2 separate regions of the Sus scrofa genome follow, and region 2 is linked to region 1. The links are chromatin contacts, called in public promoter capture Hi-C maps. All regions are on one chromosome and are shown on one strand. Each heading gives the region's core, a stretch centred on a gene start, on an enhancer-like site or on the middle of the called end of the contact. The rest is flanking DNA. Distances are from core to core; before and after follow the strand shown. Region 1 holds the start of APIP (methylthioribulose-1-phosphate dehydratase). Region 2 holds the start of NAT10 (RNA cytidine acetyltransferase).

Evidence for each region. Promoter capture Hi-C pulls out the DNA fragments that hold promoters and counts their contacts.
Region 2: a contact with region 1 is called in a promoter capture Hi-C map of liver, with 5 times the contacts expected there. The contact joins the promoter of NAT10 here to the promoter of APIP in region 1. A contact is called at or near these places in 1 of 5 promoter capture datasets (liver) and 2 of 2 datasets of contacts at active chromatin or transcription factors (alveolar macrophages and skeletal muscle).

The regions. Positions count from the first base shown.
Region 1 is chr2:26,091,997-26,097,013 of Sscrofa11.1, forward strand. APIP (methylthioribulose-1-phosphate dehydratase) reads left to right here and starts at 3,024. Exons shown (of 8, transcript XM_003122870.3): 1 at 3,024-3,279. The coding sequence starts at 3,223. It overlaps PDHX (pyruvate dehydrogenase protein X component, mitochondrial), which reads right to left and starts at 2,899. Exons shown (of 13, transcript XM_003122869.4): 1 at 2,697-2,899. The coding sequence starts at 2,850.
Region 2 is chr2:26,824,511-26,829,049 of Sscrofa11.1, forward strand. It overlaps NAT10 (RNA cytidine acetyltransferase), which reads right to left and starts at 2,550. Exons shown (of 29, transcript XM_003122875.5): 1 at 2,353-2,550; 2 at 323-445. The coding sequence starts at 430.

The DNA of each region.
Region 1 (5,017 bases), core at 1,774-4,273:
CTCACATCTGGGGCTCATTCCTTCACTCTGTTTGAGTTGAATGGTAATAGTCTTCGTGAACACTATAGTTGTGTGGCTCTGGGAGTTCCACTCAATTTCTCTGAGGCTTAGTATTCTTGTCGAATAACAAGGAAGATAATGCCAACTTCACTAGGCTTTTGTGAAAACTGAAAGAGATTCTACCAAGTGCTAAGCACATGGCATATGCAGTAGTTCATAAAAACGCTGCCAACAAACATTTTTAAGAAAACAAAACTTCAAGTGACTTCCCACCTGACAGACTTTTAAATCCTGGATGGACATATGAAAGAGGAAATAACTCAATAACTGAACCTAATTCACATAGTCTATAGATGACCAAACAGTTGCTTAATTTTATGAAACCTAAGTTTCCACTATGCTCAGACAAAAAGGAACACCATACATCCATGCTTTATAATGCAAATAGTATAAGGATTGCCACAAGTGTTCATCATGGCAAAACAAAAACCTGTATGTGAAAGGCGAGGAGACAAATTTTGGCTCAGTATTAAGAAAAAAAAAATCCAAGATTTCCCAATAACCTAGAGTTACCCAACAACACACAGCCATCAGCTTATGGGGCAGAGAGAATAAAACGCCCCGCCTCCACCCCAGAGATGTAGTATGTCCTAACCCCAACCTATGAGTATGTTACAACGAGGGGGAATTAAGGTTAAAAAAGAAATTAAGACTGCTAAAGAGCTTCACCTTGAAATGGAGCAAGAATCCTGGATCATCCAGGTGGGCCCAATATAATCACCAGGGATTATATTGGGAGGGAGGCACTAGGAAACACACAGCTTCCTTGGTATTCCTCACAGATGATGTCCAGTTAGACAAGTTGTTCACGGTGTGTTATAGGGTAGGCAAAATGTCATGATGCATCAGTGAAGAATTGCCTAAGAGTTTCCAAAGGCAGCAGTCCTTAAATTGGGTCTCAGGAGAACCCCTGACACTGCATGCACATTTTGGAGTGTAACTACACTTTGCCCCTTTCTCTGTAGAGAGGGTCTAAAACAGTCAAAGATTCTCAAAAGGAACTGTTTTATAAATAAGATTAAGAACACTCTTCCCACAATATTTCTAACACTGAGCTCTTCCTACTCCATGATTTTCTCAGAGAGCAAGTCTCAAAGTGTACTCTATAAACACCAACATAAAACATCAAAATGCACCGAAGGTTGTTTGTAAAATGCAAATTGCTTAGCTCTACCCCAGACAGAATCTCTGGGAGCTGTAGAAAGTTCAATATTTAACAAACTGGAGGAAGGGAAGACAGTAAATTGTAAACACAGTTAAAAACAAACAAAACAAAACAAAAAAACCCACTGCTCCAAGAGGTATTTTTTAAACATTAAGTAGAAAAAATTGAAATAAACTGTTCTCATTACAGGATCATAAAATCTCAGCGCACTCATCATACCCTGTAACTTTGTGTAAATATTCTTCTGTTCTGAGCTTCAGAATATGTGGGCAATGCCTACTGCACCTAATTTTTCATATTACAATTCATCCTGCGGAGGAGTGACTAAAGACTGGCAGAAAATACATCACACTCAAAATCCGCCCCACCCCCATCCTCATGTAAAGAAAAATAATGCAGGGCACACTACAGTATATACCATTAAACACCGTAGGAATTGTGTTAGCTCTGTCAATATCACTACTTAAAGACAACTTTCAACAATAAGTTTTGTAAACAATGAAGAATTTCAATGGCAAATCCAGTTCTACAAGGGTTAAATCATAACCCACTGCAGTTGCCCAGCGACAGACAGTGCAACCTGAGAGGAATTCAGGATGAAGCACTGGGTGTTTTGGATAAAGAGGCCCTTAGATAATTCGAAACACATTTCAAGAAGAATTTTAATGATCCTGAATTCTTATATCTTCCCATTCATAGAAAAATACTAAAACCATTAACCTGAGATATCTGCTCTTTGTGATTAGCAGTAATCTTTTATCAACCTGTATGCCTAACCGCATTTATCTCCTAGCCAAAAAATTCACATACAATCTGGCTTCTCTACCTCTGCAGAGCGGCTGTCTCCCAGGCTAAAATCCTCACTCATATTCTGAATAAAACTTAAAACTCACAACACTTGGGCGGCCTGGCTTTAAGTCGACACTTCTTGGTAAGCTTCTCCCCCTAAATTTCCACTCTTTCAAGCCATGTTTCGCATAAAACATTTTTCCGGACCTATGCCTATGATGCCTAGACATTTACAAATTGAGTCCTTTACCAGTACTCGCGTGAGGCAACCCCGCTGGCCTCTAAGATCTTCCAGTAGACAAGGGTGAAAACAATGAATAAAAACCACTAACGTGACGTCTAAATCTCAGCAAACTTGGGCAACTTGACAACTCTAAAGGAAACTAACAATGACTAGGAAGGGGCTTGAGAGAGGCCGCACAACCCCAAATCCAAGGCAAGGTCACGGAGAAGCCATACCAACCAGGAGGCCAGGGAACGGAGTCAAATTCTCCTAGCTTCCAAAAAACCCTTTGCGGCATGCACGAGGCCAAGTCAGCAGAACCCTCCCCGAGACAAAGCCAAGGGAGCGGGGAGGCTCCGGGCACCTCCACACCCAGGTGCAGGCCCTTAATCAAAAAGCCCCTGCCCCAGGCCCGTTGCTCAGATGCACAGAGGAGCTGAGCGCGTCCCGGCCACTCACCCCAAAGAGACTGCGTGCTGTGATACCATCTCCAACTAGCTCCGCGGCCGAGAGACCATCCAGCAGCTCCCTTCACCAGCCCCGGGCAGTTGCCAAAGCCCAGGAGGCAACGCATCACCCGCGGGTCACAGCCTAGCCTCCAGGAGGCCGCCATCTTCCCAGCCTTCTCGCGGGCTGCCCTCAGCACAGCCTGTTCGCCCAGTCATCAAGGCCCTACAAGGCCCCGCCTCCCACCCCGTTGGACACGCCCCCTGGACGCCCGCGACTCGTAAACCGCAGGAATCAAGCAGCTCTTCTAGCTCCGCCTCCAAACTCGTTGGCCTCGCCTCCCGGTCATGAGGCTGCGCGGTTGGGCCTCCGGTCAGCGAGGCCCTCCCGGACCCGCCTTTCGTCTTGTCCGCCCCGCCTCCGGACTGCCCTCCACACCGCCTGATTGCATTTCTGGCCTCGCCGTGTTAGCCCCAACTGAGGGCCGGGAGCAAAGCCTTGCGAAGACCGGAGGGCGCGGGTACCTCTGCTCCCGGCCATGTCTGGCTGTCACGCTCCAGAGGGAGACTGTAGCTCGCGGCAATGCCTCGCGCAGGTAGGGGCGGGGCCGCCGGCGCCTTCTATTCCCTGGAAGCGAGGCGCCTGCGGGGCTCGGCGGCGGAAGCTAGGCGCGGGCGGGGTGGGGTTTCGGGCCGGACCCAACGGGACCCTCGCGCACCGCGGTTTCCGCTGCGGGTGCTGACCTAAGTCCCCGGCTCCCGCTGAGGTCTTTGCTCCACCGGCTGGGGTTCTCTGGAGACAGGAGCTGGGCACCAAACCTTGAATAAGGAAAAATAACGGAGGAGAGCGGTATTAAGTGTGTATTTCAAAGTAACTTCTCATGAAGACCGGGGAAACGTGAAGCCGCGGGTGAAACGGAGCTCAGACTATGAGCTCTTCTGCGCCCTGGCGACCAGCCTGACATTTGGCGCGTAGTAGGTACTTGGGAAACGTCCCCGAGCCGGATCTGTTCAGTAGCTGGCACTTTCTCTGCGCAAGTTGCTCTTTGCCTGCTTCTGTTTAGATTGGTTGTGGGATGATCTAGGAAGGATTTTTCCTTAAGCAGAAGTCACAGGAAGATTCCACCCTCGGGCTGCACATAACTTTTCATTCACTTCTGCATGCCAACAATTTATGGAACACCCATGTGCTCAGGGTGGTAATTAAGACAATGGCCTGGGTTCTGGAGGAGAGCTAGACCAGTAAACCATTACAAGTGAGAAGCGCTGCTGAAGAGACTGGGAATTCCCCCTCAAATCACGACCTGATTCTTTATTCCTCCTGTTATTCTTCCTTGGGGCAGAAGGTCCCAATTAAAAAGTAAAAGGTGGCAGATTTTATTAGGAAAAACTTATCAGCCAGTATTTCTGTGAATAAATGACTTTCCAGAGATGAGCAAAGTCACTTGTTTTCTTCCTCTCACTTATTACAATTTACGTATTTATTCCTCTTTTCACTGCCAACTAAAAATTGTCACCCACCCGCTGCCTCCACAAGGTTTAGGTCATTAGCCGCTGCAGTCAGCCGCTGACCTTCAGCACACTCTTGAAAGAAGGCCAGGGAGATCAGGAATGAGGCACTCTGTGTTCTGTGAAAAACTGGCAGACTAGGCCTTCTGATAGTTAGATATTTTCAGGAGATTTTATGACCCCAATTTCTTGTGTCTTCTCATATCTAGAAGAGCAGTAAGATCATTAATGGTGCCATCTGCTCCTCATGATTAGTGAAATCCTCTGCAGAAGCAGGTGCTTGATTTCAGGTATCCACCTTCCCCAAATCACATATATACTGAACTCCCCCCCCCCGCTTCTAGCAGTTCCTCCCTCGGCGCTGAGAGGCTGTCTCCCAGGCCTCATTTTGCCTCAAATAAAATTTAACTCATGACTCACACTGTGCCTTTTTTTTTCAGTCAACATCACTTTTTTAAAACTGCTTCCTAGAGTATAAATTCCTTCAGTGCGGAGACTTTGTCTTATTCATGGCTGAACTTCCAGGATGTGCTTGATGCATGGTAGGCACTCAAATATTTATGACCGCATCACTAACCACTTAGCTGCTCAGCCAACTGAAAACTTGGAATTCCTTGAAGCCTTCCTTTCCTTCAGTTTTCTTACCCAAAGTCCATCCTTTCTATTTAACTTTTTTTTTTTTTAGGGCTGCACACACTGCATGCATGGCATATGGAGATTCCAGGCTACGGGTCCAATCAGAACTACAGCTGCTGGCCCTACACCATAGCCACAGCAGCTGGGAATCTGAGCTGTGTCTGCGACCTACACCACAGCTCACGGCAA
Region 2 (4,539 bases), core at 1,300-3,799, 730 kb after region 1:
ATTTGACAGGCGTGGAAAATAAACTGAGAGTCAGGCCAAGAGCACAGGTTGAGACTAGAAGGAAGGTCACAGACACTAACCCTTACACTCAGTCCACCAGCCCAGGTATCAAAAGCTGTTAACCTCTCTGTTAATAATTCCAAATATAGAGTATTTATCACTTCCAAGATAGAAAGGAATGTTCCCACTAGGCATTTCACTTAAAGAAAACCAGTCAAAGGGACCCTAATATCATTATTTGTGAAACCCCGGAGGGTCTGTAACATGCTGACTCTTTGGGACAGGACACAGAGTAAGTCAGGAAGCGTTTGCCAGGTCTTACCTGATCCTTTCCTCGATCTCCAACCACAACAAAGAGAGACCTTTGCCGCTCAGCTACCCCATTCTCAATGAGAATCCGGATCCGGTTATCCACTTTCTTCCGATGCATGGTGAAAAACTGTCACTATAGCAGAAAGAATGGAAACACAACGTGGCATGAACATTTTGCATCCAGGTTGTGGATAAGGAACATCAGCTGGCTGCCTCTTGTGGGGCTAGGGCCTACACGGCACACTTATAAGTATTATCTTATTTAACCCTCAAATAGATCCCTAGGGAATACATCGGCCTCATTTTTTAAATTGGGAAACTAAGTTTGGAAGGCAAAGAAAATGTTCCCTCGGCATGGGAAGTCAACAGGGAAGCTGTAATTTCCACCCGTTTGGAGGAGTTTTTTAAAAATCAGAAACAATATCCAAAAAAAATTAAAATGATTAAAATACATGAGAAATCTATGGGAACATATGAGAAAATAAGGTAAGTGTCCAAAATTATTTGTTCAAAATCTTTTTCAAAAATGATCTAAGGATATGGATATAGACGCTTTTATTAGAGGATAACATGGCAGGATATGCATGTACATAAAACACAGAGGAAATAAAAAAAAAAAGACTGGGAAAAAAACCACCAAACTGTAAAATAGTTATTTACAGATGGTGAGATCACAAGTGAGTCTTATTTTGGTTTGGTTTGGTTTGGGTTTTTTTGAGTTCTGGGGTTTTTTAAATTCACATGTATTATTAACAAAGTCAGGGAAAAGAAATCCCTGAATATTATAGATTACTATGATGGAGTATGTCCAATTGTTTCCTCAAGGGAGGGAAAACTAGACTGAAGCCTGTACAGATAAGATTTCAAAAATTACTTTGATTACATATGATAAAACAGTATGTTATTATCATAATAAATACATCAGAGAAACATTTGAAATCTCAATTGTCTCTACAATGTAAAAGTAATAATGACATGTTTAGAAACCTCAGTGCTTGCTGCATTTCATGAATAAAGCTCACTAACTGAACCTTAATCCTCCCTTAATTGGGCTTCTAACCTATGGATTTTAGCTGTTCTGTCTACTGTAAAACACTATGTCACAACCAATACTCCTATTTTACAAAGAAAGGACCAAGTATAAAATCTCAAGTAACTCAAGGAAAAGTGACAGAGGCAGGATTTATTCAGGTACCCTTGATTTCAGAACCTGAACTCTTTCCAGCTTACCAATCTGATTTGGCTTATCAGTTGTGTTGCTGGCCACACAAAGATCCCCGGTCAACAACTACTTATTGCTTCTCGATTTAGTTACAGCGGCAACCCCAGAAGTAGAACCTGATTTCAAAGAGCTTTCATTTTCCTTGGAGAAAATACTTAAGAGAAAGAAATGCGGGATAATCTGTCTAAAGATAGACAAAATTAGATGTAAAAATAACAGCTACAGACAGTGGTCTGATGAAAGTCTAGATTACTGTGGGCTAGGACAAGGAAGCCTTAACGGATGAGGGGGAAGATGACTTGTTTTTCACTCATTCATCTATTAGTCTAACACATATACACGGTGTCTATGTCCCAGGCACCATTCTAGGTGCACTGGCAAACAAAACCAAGTCCTGAATAAAGAATATAAAGAATAAGCATTGCGAAGTAGCTAAGGGTGTAGGAGGATCTAGAATCAAACTGCCTCAGTTCAATGCCCAGTGCTGCAATCGGGAAATGTGGGCAAGCTCTGTGGAAAGCAAAAGGCTGTCACCCACTCACTCACCCCGACATCCCCCCGCCCACCTCAGCTACAGTCCCTAGAGGGTGGAGATCAGCCACGCAACCTGTGAACGCGCTCGAGAAGCATTCCCGAGGGTGACCGCCTACTGAGGAAGAGGATCCTCTCATCTAGGAGAGTCCAGGTTGGGAGGCAGTCGGCGGGCTCCGGTATCAGCACGGATGCAGAGCGTTCATCCTGGAGCCGATCTCCTCCGGGCCCAGGAAGGACACGGACACCAATCCCGAAACCGACCCCCGCCATCCCGTGATGGATACCTGCGCCCCGACCTCAGCCAACTCCAACAAGCAGTGAGGCGGAAGCACGTGGGAACCCCTTCTGCGGTACCAGGAGCAGCCGGCCGTCCCCAGCGTATGCCTGACGGCCGACTGGTACAACTCAGGCGATGGTAGGCGGTGCGTGCGCCAGCGCATTGACGGCGCGGCCACAGCGAGCGAGGGGACCTCTTGCAACCCTGTCTCTGAGTGATGACGTCAGAAACCCAGGAGGCGGGGTTGCAGCAACTGCGGCTGTGCGGATTAGTCTCTACCCGCGAGAGCTGTGTTGCCGGGGTATTTTGTCATTGTCAGATACCCTGGTTACGTAGGACAGAATAAGCACAGACACGCCCGCACGCCCAGGTCTGTCACTGCTCTGGGCCGAGCTCAGGTGCCCAGATAGGTCTGGGGCAGCACACGGTATGTGGTCCAGGGTTTTCAGCAGTAGGTAGCGTGGTTCATGCGAAACGCTCCTGGATCGGTGCGTAATTTTGTCAGTTATTTAAATTAGCTTTCCATTTTAACGTAACTAGATGAGGAAACTCGATCTCCACACCTATCTCATTCATCTTACTTGACCCTCCTCATACTCGGTAATGACCTCATAGATCTGCCTGGGATTCCATAGGTTTTTCTACTCTCCTATTCGGCTGCTCTACTTTGTAGATCCCCTTAGGTCTATTACTGGGCTGTCAAATGCTGCCGCTGTTCTGAAAGCCGGCTCTGGAGCTCTGTTCTTCAGTTACCTCCCCTCCTCTCCCTCCTCCCCGACGAATTTGCTCAAGCAGCTGATTTAAAGGGCCACCTATACAGTTAGTGTTTTTGAACCACATCGCTGAACTTAAACGAATCCAACTGTTTGCTTGACATTTCTTGGATGCCTCAATCAGAATGAAGCTGAACTCATTCCTCTTCCCTCCTGAAACTCCCTCCTCAAATCGTTAATTCTGTACCTCCAAATCTAAGCAGCACCACCATTTTAGTCCAACACCCACCATTAAACTTTTGATTTAATGTCAAAGAAATGTCAGTATGTCAGAGACAAGGGATAAAGTGACCAAAACATTCCTGCCCTTCGTGAAACTTAATCTCGGTAAGTTTTAAGACAAAAAGCCATCCAGCAAGGAAAACTAGGGTGCTTCTTTAGAGGGGAAATGGAAGAATTCAGGTGGTGACACTGGTGCAAAGACCTGAATTTAAAAGAACGAATCTTAAGAACCTTTCAGGGAAGTCTTCCCACTCGTTAGGTTGAACACTTAGTGACTTGGCGATGGGAAGTCTCCACAAAGCAGCCAACATAGCCAGAGTACAGCAACCAAAGGAAAAACTGGGAAGTTAGGCCAGATAACAAAGGGCATGTGGGTGTCAGATCTGGAATTTAACTCTAGGTGTGACAGTAAACCACTGGAGTTTGAGTAATAGGAAAGTGACAAAATCTGATTTGCCCTCTTAAAAGGCTCTGGCTGGAGTTCCCATCATGGCTCAGCGGTAAGGAACCCAACTATTATCCATGAGGACGCAGGTTCCATCCCTGGCCTCGCTCAGTGGGTTGGAGATATGGCATTGCTGTGGCTGTGGTGTAGGCCAGCAGCGGCAGCTCCACTATGATCCCTGCCCTGGGAACCTCTATGTTCCAGAGATGCAGCCCTAAAAAGGGAAAGAAAAAAAAAAAAGCTCTGGCTGCTGTGCAAAGTATGTATTATACATACATACACACACTACAGGAGAGCACAAGCAGAAAGAAAACCATTATAAGCTACTGTAGTTAACCTGTTCTGATAGCAGTGGTGGTCACAAGTGCTAGCTGACTCAGAATATATTTTCAAGATAGAACCATGTAGATTTGCCTAATTAAGGACTACAGATACAGGGTATGAGAGAAAATCAAAAGATGATATCCAAAGTATTTGTCCTGAGCAACTGGATGTAGGTTCCTTGAGAGATGGAGTTGGAATGCTTATGCCATACCAATCAAGATGCTGAGTATAATCTGTTTCAGGAAGTTTAGGACTTAAGAGATATTTATAAGCAACTAAAATGCTGGCTGGAGTCAAAGTCGTGGGATTGGGTAAGATCACCTAGGGAAGAATGATAGTATTGTCTGCAACAATACTGAGCAGTAGCCACTTACATATAGTAAATACAAAGAATCCATTCACTACCACCCTCCACTGTACGTTGTAATAA